Regions from separate parts of the Mus musculus genome. Here regions 2, 3 and 4 are each linked to region 1. A link is a contact called in public HiChIP or PLAC-seq and Micro-C data. All regions are on one chromosome and are shown on one strand. The core of a region is the stretch at or near the end of the contact, and the rest is flanking DNA. Distances in the headings are between cores, read along the strand shown. Region 1 holds the start of Irf5 (interferon regulatory factor 5). Region 2 holds the start of Ahcyl2 (S-adenosylhomocysteine hydrolase-like 2). Region 3 holds the start of Fam71f1 (family with sequence similarity 71, member F1). Region 4 holds the start of Smo (smoothened, frizzled class receptor).

Region 1 (3,301 bases), core at 469-2,968:
GGCTGCCTGGGCAGTCAGATCACTGAGAACTCCGGAGCTGGTGGGGAGAAGCTGCCATAACGGAAGGAATAAAGGCAGAGCTTCGAACCCCTCCTGTCTCTCGAATTGTCCCGTTCTAAACCCCACACCCAGTTCAAGGCAACATCCAGGGGTTACCTGCAGTAGGCATGAGCATAAATCCCGCCCTCTCCAGGTGAGCGACACACCCGGGGCCCTGCCCCTTCAGAGTGCACACAGGCTGAGATTCTGGGGCAGCAGGTGCGGCAGGAAGAACCCTCTCCCGGCTTCCTCCCAGGGGCAGGCTGGGGGAAGGCCAGAGTTCAAGGGAAAACCCCCGAAGGACTTTTAGTTAATAGGAGTGGTCTCCTACCTATCTCTTTCCTAGACTTTAGCCAGGAGCTTAGGGAGTAGAGAGGGCGAATGCTGTACTGTATCACACAGGTCCTCATGCGAGGCTTTTAGCCTCTCCAGCCTCCGTCAGCCCCGTCCACATCCTTTCTGGTCCTGATCACTTATCCTCACTTTGGAGTTCAGGCCAGGTCGTTCCCTCCTGATCATCCCGGCAGACTCCACCCGGGGCATAACGCGGAGGGAAGGGGGGTGGGGGTGGGAAGGAACCTGGGTCAGCCCCTGGAGTCATCGCGGGGTTACTGGCTTAGTGTCCGTTCCTGGTCCGCTCCTCTGGACCGGGACGTGTCCGCCTTGCTATGCCAGGAGGAGGCCAAGAAAGCCCCCACTTCCACCCCTGCTACTAGGTACCCGCTCTGGGTCCTCTGGAGGTTCGAGAGACACCTGGAGTCTGGGAGACATCTGCACCGAGGGCGAATACTGGCCCGGGACATCTCTCCGCCTGCGTTTCGGCCCAACTACACTTTCCCTTCACGTTCAGATTCTAAGTTGTTACTTCTTAAGTTTAGGGGCAGGCCGTCAAGAAACTAGACCAAGCATTAATCAGCCCCCGCCCCGATTCTTCTCAACAGCTAAGAATAAATCGTCGTCCCCTTTTGAGCTACGAGTCAAGGAGCAGAGCCTCTATTTGACAACGTCTCCCCTCAAACTCTATTCCCACAGATTCCTGTCCTTGGCTTTAAGATCCTTGGGAGGGATCGCTGCTTGACACCTCAACCTCTTTAGTCGAAAAAGTGAGGTGTGGCCGGGGAGGAGAGACGAGCTGTGTGCCGACAGGGTCGGGGTCGGAAACTCGCTCCTCCCTGGTCCCCGCCAGACTGTGACAGGGCGCTTGGCATCCTTGACCCTGGCGAGGCGCAGTGGGGATGTCCACTGGGCCCTTGGGACTTTCCCCGAGCATGCGAACGTTGGCGGCCGGAGCCCGGCACTCCGAGCTGGCCTGGTGCGGAGCGCCTTGGAGCCATTCGCGCTGGCCCGGCGCCGCCTTCGATCATCGCCCACCGCGGAGGAGCGGGATCCCGACCCCGCTGGCCCCGTTGGCAGGTGCCCGGGGCGTGCAGGTCGCCGTGGGTCGGAGCCGTGGCTTGGCTGAAGCCCGGGGCTGTTCCCACCGCCCTCGGGGCGAGGAGCCCAACACAGCCCACAGCCCCGGGACCTACCTGTTTGCTGTGCGCCCGCGGGGAGCCTGGAGCCCCGGCCTGGCGCTGCGGCCGAGCTGAGCTCTCGCCGAGCTGCACCGCCCGCGGGTCGCCCAGCCCGCCCCGCACTTCCGCATCGCGCCGCCCCCGCCCGGGGCAGCGCCCCGCCCCGCCCCTCGCCACCACCCCGCGCCCCGGGCCCCTACCCATCCACCGCCCACCGCGGGGAAGCCCGGGGCCTCCGCGAGACCGCAGACAGCTCGGCGCCCCTCGCCGGGCTCCTTTGGGAATCCGGGGAGACAGAGTCATCCATCACCCAGTCCCCAGATACCCTGTAGCCTGTCCTCACCTAGTCCGCGCCCGCCTGGAGCTGGAGATCCGCTGCGCGCGGGCGTCGATGGAGCCACACTCCAGGGCATTGGGAGACCCCTGAGAGCTCCCTTTCAACATACCTTGGGCCACTCTGTCTCCTCAGCCTTAACACTGGCCCTCCGGACCGCTCCAACTCACCATGTGACTGACAAGCCCACCTCTTCTTTTGCCCTTACCTTCACCGTGGTTTGGGTTTGCCCTTTGAGCGGGTTCCCACCCCCACCCCGACCTCCCGGTTCCATAAACGGGCCTTCCTGTCCGAGTCGATGCTGGCCTCAACTTCCACACATCCTGTTCATGTAGGAACATTATTCGCTGATTCTCACTCTTCAACTTTTGGGTCAGCATCATATTATTTGATAGTCTAAGTGTTTTTTCCAGGAAGGTCTACCCCTTCCTTGAGTCAGCTTTTGGTTTGTTGTGTTTTGGTGTAATTTGTTGATTGGTTTGGAGGAGGGGTGGAGACGACTTCCAGAGTCTTTCCGTTTGATTTTTCCATATGATTTTAACGTCTAATTTCCACTGAAATTCAGCTTAGTTGGGAACCAACCCTGTCTTGCATGGTTCATGATCTATAGTAATTTTTATTTTTATATTTGTATTTTACTGATAATGGAACCCAGGACCTTGCACATTCTAAGCAAGCACTGTGCTACTAAGTGCCTGCCTTCTCTGCCCTGTCATAATTCTAAAGGGTTATTGTATTTGTTTCTTGGGTTTTAACTCTTTTAAGGGTAAAAAGTTGTGTTGCCGGTGCTGGTCTCCAACTCCAGGAATCAAACGATTTTCCTGGCTCAGATGCCTTGAGTAGCTGAGATTTGGTGTAGCATCGCAGGCAGCTTAACTAAAGATATAAGCACATATATTTTAAATGTTTACCATCTTAATTCTTTTTAGTGATTTATTTTATTTTTTATGTATATGAGTATTTTGTCAGCATGCATGTGCATCGTGAACATGCAGTTCCTGCAGAGACCAGAAGAGGGCGCTGGATTCTCTGGAACTGGAGTTAGAGACTGTTGTGAGCGAGGGGGTGTGGGTGCTGAGATCTGAATCCAGGTCTACTGCAAGAACAGCAGATGCTCTTAACTACCAAGCTATCTCTTCGGTCCTAGAGATATTTTTAATACACAAATATTCTGAATGAATTGTTAAATTAAAATGTTATTACATTTATTTTGTGTGTACATCTGTGGGTACACATAAGCATGAGTATGTCAGAGGACAACTTCAGCCAGTTCTCTCCTTCATATGCCTGGCCCAGGGACTGAACTAAGGCTGTCAGGCTTGCCAGCCATCTTGTTTACCCCCCCCCCCCCCACACACACACCCCATTGTTCACTTTAGCTAGCAAGTAAAATATATACATTGTAGACATACTG
Region 2 (3,301 bases), core at 419-2,918, 240 kb before region 1:
CTATAATTGCATGGAGAGGGGAGGACAACACACCAAACTGCAAAGGACACAGCATGCCCTAAAGCACTGTTAAATTCCTTCAGTCTTGCCTCTGACATCATTTAGCACTACCAAATGAAAAAGTTAACTGCCCTAAGTCATGAGGTAATTACAACAAAATGTTTTGCTGGAGCCAAGGTTCACCTAAACTCTACATAGTAAACCCAATGTACACTTCATATCTTTTTTTACTGTTGTTCTGACGGAACAAAATGCACCCATTATAATGGGAAAAAACGTAAATCATTGTGTTCATACTGTTCCCAAGAAATGAAAGCCACATTTTTTTTTAGATGATCCACAGATCTTGTCTTTTACCTCTTGTGCTGACATCAATAAATGGGAGAAAAAACGAGGGGAGTGGGTAAAGGGTATAGCCAATATATAAATAATTCGGGGGTACCATCATTACACGTTTCTATTTATGAAGGAAGCCGACAGCCCCAAACGATTACTTTCCTCAAAGTAGCAAGCATTTCTTCCTAACACTTTCTGCTCACGATAAAGATATGAATAAAATAAGCATTCTCTTCAGGTACAATCTGGTAATCCTAGAGACCAGCCCTCTTCAGGGTGAATGAAGCATCTTTCCATTACCGGTCTACAATCGCAGTACAAGAGAATTGCAATGGCTAGAAAGGAAGGGCACAGATCAGTACTACCCTGTGGAGAGCTGTTGGCCACAGAAAGGCAGAAAGTCATCATCTGTACAGAAGCCAGGCAACTCAGAGGGTTTCCCGAGCTCTCATGAGAGAGAGCTAACTACAGCTTCCTCGTTCTCCAAGGAAAAAGATCTTGCTATCCTTATCGCTGGAGGGAAGGTTTTTCTATGCCACCGAACAGTCCGGAAAATTACACGCGGGAGTGTGCTGGAGGCGCCGGGTGTAGTAGTAGGTGCTTCTCCTCCCCCTGCCTCGTTCAAGTAGTAGTGAAGGGCGCTACCTCCATGTTATTAGTAAAGTACGCCCGTGGTACCTAGAGGCTTCGCTTCGCAGCGGAGCACCGGGTGGCGGCCGCTCTAAGAGCGGGTTCAAGGGTGGGAGAAGACTCTCGGCTCCACGATCTAGAGGGTGTGGAACCGGGTGCCGCCGTGCCCTGAAGGGCCGCCACTCCCGTGCCCGCCCTCCCCGCCTCTCCGAGAAGCGAGGCAGCCCGACCCCAGTACCTTCTTGACCGTGCGCGGCGCCTCGGTGACCGTGCCGTCGGGGCTGACCAAGGCCTCGCCGCCGTCGCGATGCCGCTGGTGCTGGTGATGAGGGTCGCTCCGCTTCATGGCGGACGCTTGAGGGACCTTCCCGGCCGCAGGGCTCAGAGCCGCGGTGGGCCCCGAGCCCGGGCCGGGGGCCGGGGGCCGCTCCGCCGCGGGAGCCGGAGCTGGAGCCTCTGGGTCCCCGCCACCCGCTGGGGGTACCATGGCGCCCACGGCCGCCGCGCTCAGTCCCAACTGGGGCTCCGCCTCGGAGGGGCTCAGATCCTTCAGCTCCACCTCAGGCACCTTGGCGGCTGCCGCTGCTGACACAACCTGCACCGACATCACCGCCTCCACTGCAACCGCCGACTCTGACTCTCGCACCAGCTCCCACTCGGCCCCGCCTCCCGCCTCCCTTCCCCTTCCCTCCCCCATACCCCCACTCCTCCCCTCCATCGCCTCCGCTCCCACCCCCTTCCTCCGCCCGCCCGCTCGCTCGCCGCCAGCCCGGCCTCTCGAGCCTCGCCCCACCCCTGTCTGACTCACGCGCGAGGCGCCACAGAACCTGTAGTGCGCTTGCTCCGGGTTGCACGCGACTAGAAGACCGTGGGACCTCAGCAACCAACTTGCACTGCGCTCGCCTCGCGGGGGGGTGGGTGGGGGATAGGCCGCAGAGTCCCCTGGGAGTTGTAGTCCTTTCGTCCCTCCTCCGGAAAGTAGTTTTTGATGGAGAGGGAACTCCCAGGACAGCGACTAACAGAAAAGTATAAAAACGGATGACGCGACGGAATAGATGAGGAGAATGTCTCCAGAGGGGTTGTGGTTTCCGGAAAGGAATGCCAGAAACCCCAGGGAAAGTGGGGGGCAAGAATGACTCGCTCCCCTGACGGCGTGAATTTCCTCCGGAGTGTGCGCATGTGTGCTATCACGTGGGCGGCCTTTAAAGGAAAAGCGGCAGGTCAGGTGAGATGAATTCCGGCTCCAGGCTAGAAGGCATGGGGTTTCTCCATTCCGTTCCGAGCCTTTCTTCAGTGGGTTGGTTTCTAGAAGAAAAGAAATAAGCCATTTCCTGCTGTCATGCTTTCTGGCGTACTCTTGAATTAAGTAACTAAAATCAAATCCCCAAAGAAAGAAATCTCGTCAGGGTATGGTGGAGTACGCAGTAATAATTTGAACATCTGAAGTGTATGCGTCACCAGTGATAATAGTTCGAGGCCAGCTGAGCTATGAAGCAAGGCCCTGTCTTTAAAAAAAAAAAAAAAAAAGTTAATTCTACCGCACACATGTAATTAAAGGACCAGAAAAGAACTGGGAATCTACCCTGGGCCCTCTAAATGAGCAACAAATTCAATTAACTTTTGACCAGATCACCAGCTGCCAGTTTTATTTTTAATAACAAAAATAAAATAAAATTGCGTACCATTTGGTCATAGTGGTAAGCCCAACACTCAGGAGACAGAGACCTGAGAATCAGAAATGTGTTGAGGTTAGCTTTGACTGCTTAGCCAAAGCCTGTCACAAAAAGAAGAAACTTACCTGAAAGTAATGTTCTACTGATGATAGAATTTTTTTTCTTTTAAGAAGAGTTCTCCAATAGTCTTTTAATGATAAAAGGAAATAAATGCTTATAATTTTAAAAATCAGACTAAAAGCCAGGCGGTGGTGGCATAAGCCTTTAATCCCAGCACTTGGGAGGCAGAGGCAGGCAGCCTGGTCTACAGAGCAATTTCCAGGACAGCCAGGACTACACAGAGATACCCTGGCGGGGAAGGGGAAGGGGCATATAACAACATCAAGATGGCTTATCAGTTAAGAGCATCTGCTGCTCTTCCAGAGGTCTGGAGTTCAAGTCCCAGCAACCACATGGTGGCTCACAACCAACTATAGTGGTGATCTGATGCCCTCTTCTGACCTGCAGATGTACAAGCAGTTAGAGCACACATATACATTACAGAAAGAGGGAGGAAGGAAGTTAGACTAAAAAGTAGGAGACAACACCATACTTTCTAGGGATTTGAGAGTTGGCTCAAAATTTATGAGCCCTTGCTGTAATTTGTTCCCAACAACTACATT
Region 3 (3,301 bases), core at 233-2,732, 210 kb after region 1:
TGCAGCCCCCAGGCCCAGCCTGAACATTTGGCAAAAGCAGCAAGATGTTTTAGCCGGGTTTCTTCACTCAGCACTAATTTTGTTTTTGATAGCTCTGCCTGGCCGAGAACTCACATGTATAGCAGGACCAGAGAGATCTGCCTGCTTCTGCCTCCCAAGTGTTGGGATTAGAGTCATGCTGTGGTACCACTTAGCTTCTTTGGGAGAGGAGGATTAGGCTGTATTGTGGAGTGTTTGGCAGTGTCCTTAGCCTCTGTCTCCAGAGATGCTTATAGCAAACTCCCACTCTGACAACTGAAAATGTCTCAGACATTGCCAAATGTCCCTTGGAAATGAGGGATACTGCTGTGTTCAGACATGTGTTTTAATCTGTATTGGTCTAAAAACTTTAGTAGGGCTTCTGAGTAATTATTATTATTATTACTATCATCATTTTATTATCATATTTAAACAAAAAAAGGTCTTACTCTATAGCCCAGATTAGTCTCATTCTCAAGGGCATCCTCCTGCCTCAGCCTCCTGAGTGCTGGCATTTCTCCAATAGGACTTAAAGGGCCCACTATTAATGCAAGAGCAAGAACAATCACCCAGAACTCCCTTAGCATCTACTTCGTGTCTGTGGATCTCCCCTTGACAACTTCCCCACTTTGCTTAGAAAACACCCATCCTCATGGCCCTTCTATTTCTTCTAGGTTCTGTCTGGCCCAAGGGGAGGTCAGGAGATAGAGGGAGATTGAAAACACACCAAGCACCCACTAGACCATGCACCTCGCTTGTTGTGTTTAAACAGATTTGTACAGGTTTCATGCACAATGGTACCTCCCCACCAGTGAGCAGAGCCTGCACTCTAAGCTCAGGTTTCTCTGGGCCCCTAGGTCCTATTCTTTGCCAACCAATACTGACTGCCTTAACTTGGCCTCAGGTGACAGACCTGAGAATGGCATAAATTAGGAGTTCCAATACCTAAGTCCCTACTCAGCAAAGAATGCCGGACCTTTCTCACTGAGTGTACACCTACAGGAGAAACCCTGGTCAGCCTTGTGTCTCAGGCCTGCTAGCTCTCCTGCCTCAGTTTACCCTCCACTGCAGTTCTAGGGGTAACTCTTCTGGTTACATCTTGGGAACAGGTTTAGAAGAATCAAGCCGCGCTGTTCTGAATCACATGCAAGAGTACCTGAACAAAGTTGCTTTCGAACACCACGGAGTTAGGAAACAGATTGAATTCTGGAGAATGAACCATCTGGCAGAGTAGTCCTTCCTCCACTCCCAGGCCCACTCCAGGGTTCGTTTCCCCATCCACAGGCAAGAGGCCCCTGAACTTCTCCCAGGCATTCAAGGAAGGGAAGGTTGGATATGATCTTATCACTTTTACTGTCTTCTTCGATGTCCACCAAGACTTTCTAGGTGGAACTGATGTCATCATGTCTGCACATGCTCAGGGGCCCTCTGCACTGTTGTCCTGGGATCTGTCTCTTCCCTTCTGATCATGGGCAGCTGGCCAAGGCCTAAGGGGCAGCCGGTCAGCTCACAATGATGAATGGATGACATCATGAAAAACCACAGCAGGCCTGCAAGAAAGGGAATGAGGAGGAGCCTCCCATTTCCTCCTGGGCCAGTGATGCTCATGGCTGCACTTACTGACATCCCACATCCTTCTCAGGGCCCCCTTGGAGCATTCACGGAACTTGCTGGGAAACCCTGAGGCAGGCAGGAAGCAAGGACTGTTAGGATGCTTCCGCCGCTGCCCAGAAGAAAGGCCCTTCCTGTCTCTCTCTCTCTCTCTCTCCCTCTCTCTCTCTCTCTCTCTCTCTCTCTCTCTCTCTCTCTCTCTCTCTCTCTCTCTCTCGTGTGTGTGTGTGTGTGTGTGTGTGTGTGTGTGTGTGTGTGTGTGTGGTGGTGTGGTGGTGGTGGTGGTAGTGGTGGTGGTAGTAGTGGTGGTGGTGGTGGTGGTGGTGTGTGTGTGTTTGTGTGTTACTGAGGATTAAACCCAGGGACCCATACATGCAGAATGAGCCCTACCAAACTATATCCCCAGCCTACACAGGTCTTGAACTTGTTGTATTACGCCTGAACCTCCTGAGTTCATGAGTGTGCAGGATGTAGTTCATACTCCCCTCTTTACATTTGGTTGATTGGTTGATTGGTGTGTGTGTGTGTGTGTGTGTGTGTGTGTGTGTACAAATGGGTGCAAGTGTGCCACAGTGCATGTGAAAATCAGAGGACAACTTATGAAAATAAATTCTCTCCTATCAGACCATCCGGCTTGGCGGTAAGTACACACCTTTATCTGCTGGGACATCTCACCACGGAGCCATCTTGCTGGCCTCTTCCCTTACTCTCTTAGTGTAAACTATTCTAAACAGTATGAAAAGCTGATGTCTATTCAAAACTAATTTCCAGAGCCTCACATGATGTGATCACCCCCCCACACACACACACATACAACTCCCTCACCCCCTGACTTAGCATGTGAGCCTCCTCCCCACCTCCCACACCCTGGCTTACGTGCAAGAACCATTTCTGCTTCCAGGAGAGCTACTAGTGCCTGCTCTTTGGCTGCTATGGCTGGCTGGTTGCAGCTGCAGTTTTCTCCCTTCAGAGGTCAAAACTAAAGGAGCAGGAGCAATAATTAGTTTCTGACGACAAGGCTGACTATGGGTACCAGCTAGGAGGGGCAGCATTACACACCCATCTCGGTGACAGTGGATCTCCCCAAGAGCCAGAAAAATTAAAAAAAAAATCTAAATTCCTGGGTGTGGAGTGGGTCAAAGAACCAAGCAGACTGATCACCAATCAGAGTCAATGTAAGGAGAAATGGTATTCCAACTTGAACACAATTCTAGGATTTGCTAATGTGTCACCATCAAGGTCGAATGCAATAAATTTAGAAAGATGGTTTTGAAAAAAGATATGCAAAGGACAGAGCTGGATGTTATTCCTGCATTTCATCATAAAGTCAGAGAGGGGCAGAGGGACCCAAGGCTTTCCCAGTCTTGTTCTGCCAGCCCTCTTCCACAGCCACAAGGCTACACCTATCCAAACCCTTGTCACAACTCCCAGAGTAGCAGTGAAATGTCTAACTCACATTCCTCATTTTCTTTTGCTTACTATGTGGGGAAAAATGTCCCCCACCCCCCATGGTAAGATTCTTTAAGGATAGGGTCATACACCACACCCTGTGGTTTGCATTCCCCTAGGAACTGAAAAACCGTGGTATAAAAGTAATAGCCATTAAAAAGCTGTGCTCCTTTTTCAGTTAGCACTGAAGCACTTCCCTCCATGTTCTCACTAGCCTTCCACC
Region 4 (3,301 bases), core at 240-2,739, 210 kb before region 1:
AGGCTTCACATTTCCACAGAGCCACAAACAACTGTTTAAATCGTCTCCCTCCTTCTTAACCCGAGTGGATCAGAGCTTCCATTTTTCAGATAAGGAAACTTAAACGGGTAAAAACAAGACAAAAATCATTGGTTCCCTGGGCTGATCTAAATCAAGATTACCAGGTGGTTCGTTTGGCTTTTTAGTTACTACAAGGAGGCATTTTTTTTTTCCTTCTCAGAATGTACAAGTTTTCCTCGCCCCTTCCCTCCAAATCCTTAAATGTCTTCCACCTTCATCCTCTCTTTCTTCTCTACAACTCAGATTGCCTCAAGGTCTGAACACTGCCCAGAATCCCCATGGACTGTTGCTTCACGAATACATCTCTTCTCCCTCCTTGCATCCCCCTAACCCCATCCTTACTCGGGCTCTTTGTGACCGACTGGCTTCCCTGGTCTCTTGCCCCGACCCCTTCTCCAACACGCAGAGTCTCCTTCCCGCACGCAACCTGTCCCAAAAGTTCCGGACTCGTTTCTCCAACTATTCCGGGTGCAAGCCGCGCCCGCCCAACAGTTTGAGGCCTGAGCCTTTTCTTTCCGTCAGTGGCCGGTCCCATCACCTCCGCGTCGCAATCCCGACTCCCGCGCGCTTACCGGACCAGAGCACGAGCTTGCCGTGCGCTTCCTCCTGCGAGTCCGAGTCCCCAGCCAGCAGCGTGGTGGTGGCTCCGTAGGGCAGCGCCGAGCCCAGGCACACGTTGTAGCGCAAAGGCTCGCAGTGGGCGGCCCGGCCGCAGTGGCTCAGCAGCGGCGGCGGAGGGCTGGTCACCGGCACGTCCCTCCTCGAGCTCCCGCTGGCGCTGTGAGGCCCAGGCCCGGTCACGTTCCCGCTCAAGGCCGCCCCCCGGCCCGGGCCCCCCAGCAGTACCAGCAGCAGCAACTGCAGCAGCCTCCGGGGCGCCAGCTCGGGCCCACGCACGGGGCGGCCAGCGGCCATGGCCAAACAGCCAACTCAGCAAAAGCTGAGGCGCCCCGGAGCTCCCCGGAGTCCCCTGGCCACACACACGACCCCGGGGGCCGCGGAGGCTACTTAGGCGACCGGTGCGCCCCGAAAGTCTGGGGCCAGCTTTCGCCAGGCGCCGCGCGCGTCCGGGCCCCTCGACTCCCAACTTTGCAAACTTTGGAACCCGGGCCCCATGTTGAGCAGCGCAGGCCCGGGCCAGGATGCACAGACCCCGGACTCCCTGGCCTGGAGATCGAAGCTGTCTTCAACCCTGGGAACCCTCCGGGGCCCCGATCTCCAGCCCCATTCCCTCTCCCACCATTAAAACCGACTCCCAGCCCCTCGATGGAGGCCAGGCGCCGGCCGGGGGGGGGGGGGGGGTGCGGGAGTGGGTCCCCGGCTCCGCCCCCACGCCAGCCCGCGGCCCAGCAGCCACCTCCGCGCGAGCGCGCCGCAGCCCCCTGAGCTCTCCCTGCCGACTACCGGGCTCCTTTGTTGCTCTAGCTGGCCCTGCTCTCTGGAATGCACGGGCCTCGCGGAGCCAAGCCCGGCCCCCCCATCCGCGGAGGCTGGGGGAGGGCCCGAGCGAAGAAAAGCAAGGGGAGAGTCAGACGCTGGAGAGGAGGAGCCCCAGCTTTGGCGGCCTAAATGCCCGAAGGGGCTGGGGTGGGGGTATTCGGGAACCTTCACCCTACAGAAGACCCTCGCGGGGGGGGGGGGGGGGGGGGATGCGTGCAAGTTGTGTCCCAGAGGCACTTGACTGAATCTTTAGTTGGTCCTAAGGTTGTTTGACGTGACTTTTAGGAGAGGACATTTCTCTCAGTTTAGGGTGGCAGGGGGATGCCTAAAGCAGGCAAGAGTTTTCACTCCATTCCTGCCCAATTCCCCAGCCCTACCAATCTTTTCTTGCTTTTTGTTAGTTAGATCTTTCTCAACTTTACCTAGAACCCTGGTGGAGAAGAACCGGAGTTTGGGGGTTTTGCTTCTTTAAATTCTTCCTGCTCGAGATATATATGGGGAAATAACCTCGGAGTCACTCAGAGTAGCTGCTGTTACCTGTGGGGACAGATGTCTATCCTGAGAACATGTCAACACCAAGCCTTTATCGCTCAGGTATGTCAGGGCTGGATGGACTGTGATTTCCATCAACTGTCCCTGATGCACCTTCGGGTTTGTCCGCAGGAAACTAGTCCATCTTGGATGAATACCTGTGGCCCAGCTGCCTCATGAAGTTTCTGTCGTTCCCTTCTCCACTCAGTTCTTCTTTCTTTCTCTCTTTCTTTCTTTCTTTCTTTCTTTCTTTCTTTCTTTCTTTCTTTCTTCCTTCCTTCCTTCCTTCCTTCCTTCCTTCCGTCAGTTCTTTCTTTCTTGCAGCTTCTTTAAGTCACAGCTCCCCTAAGCAAGTCTCCCTCAACGGCTAGGAGACTGGACTGAATGAACCTTGAGTAACTTTTCCTTGTTGACGGACAACTCAATAGCATAGCTTTTCATTTCTTGTTTCTGTAAGAATAGCTCACAGTCAGCCAGATATAGATCGTTTCTGTTATCTCTGTTGTTTAAGAGCAAATTGACTCCTACACTTCAGATACATGCTTAATTGGTACCCAAGTCTCCAGAACTATGTGAGGAATCTAATTCAATTTGGGGGCTCATTTTGTGTTTTAATTTTATTCTTGTTGGTGTGATAAAATATCCTGACATAGCAACTATAAGGCTAAAAGGATGTATTCTGGACTCACAATTCTAGGTCATAGTCCATCATTGTGGAAAACCTTAGACAGGGACCTTAGCTGGTTGCATCCACAATCAAGAGCAGAGAGAAATGAATACATGCATGCTTACTGGTACTCAGCACCTTCTCTGTACTTAACACAGTCCCGGATCCCCTGTCTTGGGAATGGTGCTGCCCATCACAGGCAGACCTGCCTATATCACTTAGTGTAATCAAGACAACCACCCACAGACACACCAACAGGCTGGCTTCATCTAGAGATCCTGCATGGAGATTCTCTTCCCGGAGGATTCTAGATTGTATCAAGTTGACAATTAAAACTTTCAACAGAGCCTGGCGTGGTGGTGCATGCCTTGGGAGGCAGAAGCAGGCGGACTTCTGAGTTCGAGGCCAGCCTGGTCTACAAAGTGAGTTCCAGGACAGCTAGGGCTACACAGAGAAACCCTGTCTCAAAAAAAACAAAAAACAAAAAACAAAAACAAAAACAAAAACCCTATCATCAGAAGCCTTCCTAAAATCCTAGCATGTACTCAAGTGGTGGTATCCTTGTAGAATTTGAGAGTTTTTATTTTTCTGTGCTGGCAAGAC

The links. A called contact is a pair of places that touch in the nucleus more often than the background predicts. HiChIP or PLAC-seq counts read pairs in DNA pulled down with a chosen protein or histone mark.
Region 2: an H3K27ac HiChIP or PLAC-seq map of microglia shows a contact between it and region 1, with 4 times the contacts expected there. The contact joins the promoter of Ahcyl2 here to the promoter of Irf5 in region 1. A contact is called at or near these places in 5 of 39 promoter capture datasets (the 3T3-L1 cell line, HPC-7-derived erythroid cells, hippocampal neurons and 2 more), 1 of 484 Hi-C or Micro-C datasets (embryonic stem cells), 4 of 115 datasets of contacts at active chromatin or transcription factors (bone marrow-derived dendritic cells, effector CD8 T cells, memory CD8 T cells and 1 more) and 1 of 9 other capture datasets (liver).
Region 3: an H3K4me3 HiChIP or PLAC-seq map of embryonic stem cells shows a contact between it and region 1, with 35 read pairs. The contact joins the promoter of Fam71f1 here to the promoter of Irf5 in region 1. A contact is called at or near these places in 3 of 39 promoter capture datasets (cranial neural crest, embryonic stem cells and stem cell-derived epiblast-like cells), 3 of 115 datasets of contacts at active chromatin or transcription factors (bone marrow-derived macrophages and embryonic stem cells) and 3 of 9 other capture datasets (adipose tissue, embryonic stem cells and pancreatic islet).
Region 4: a Micro-C map of embryonic stem cells shows a contact between it and region 1, with 2.0 times the contacts expected there. The contact joins the promoter of Smo here to the promoter of Irf5 in region 1. A contact is called at or near these places in 2 of 484 Hi-C or Micro-C datasets (both in embryonic stem cells), 2 of 115 datasets of contacts at active chromatin or transcription factors (embryonic stem cells and microglia) and 1 of 9 other capture datasets (liver).

Annotation. Positions count from the first base shown.
Region 1 is chr6:29,525,042-29,528,342 of GRCm38.p6, reverse strand. It overlaps Irf5 (interferon regulatory factor 5), which reads right to left and starts at 1,718. Exons shown (of 9, transcript NM_012057.4): 1 at 1,569-1,718.
Region 2 is chr6:29,766,810-29,770,110 of GRCm38.p6, reverse strand. It overlaps Ahcyl2 (S-adenosylhomocysteine hydrolase-like 2), which reads right to left and starts at 1,668. Exons shown (of 17, transcript NM_001171000.2): 1 at 1,205-1,668. The coding sequence starts at 1,573.
Region 3 is chr6:29,317,321-29,320,621 of GRCm38.p6, reverse strand. It overlaps Fam71f1 (family with sequence similarity 71, member F1), which reads right to left and starts at 1,482. Exons shown (of 7, transcript NM_001289663.1): 1 at 1,175-1,482. The coding sequence starts at 1,423.
Region 4 is chr6:29,733,685-29,736,985 of GRCm38.p6, reverse strand. It overlaps Smo (smoothened, frizzled class receptor), which reads right to left and starts at 1,489. Exons shown (of 12, transcript NM_176996.4): 1 at 633-1,489. The coding sequence starts at 975.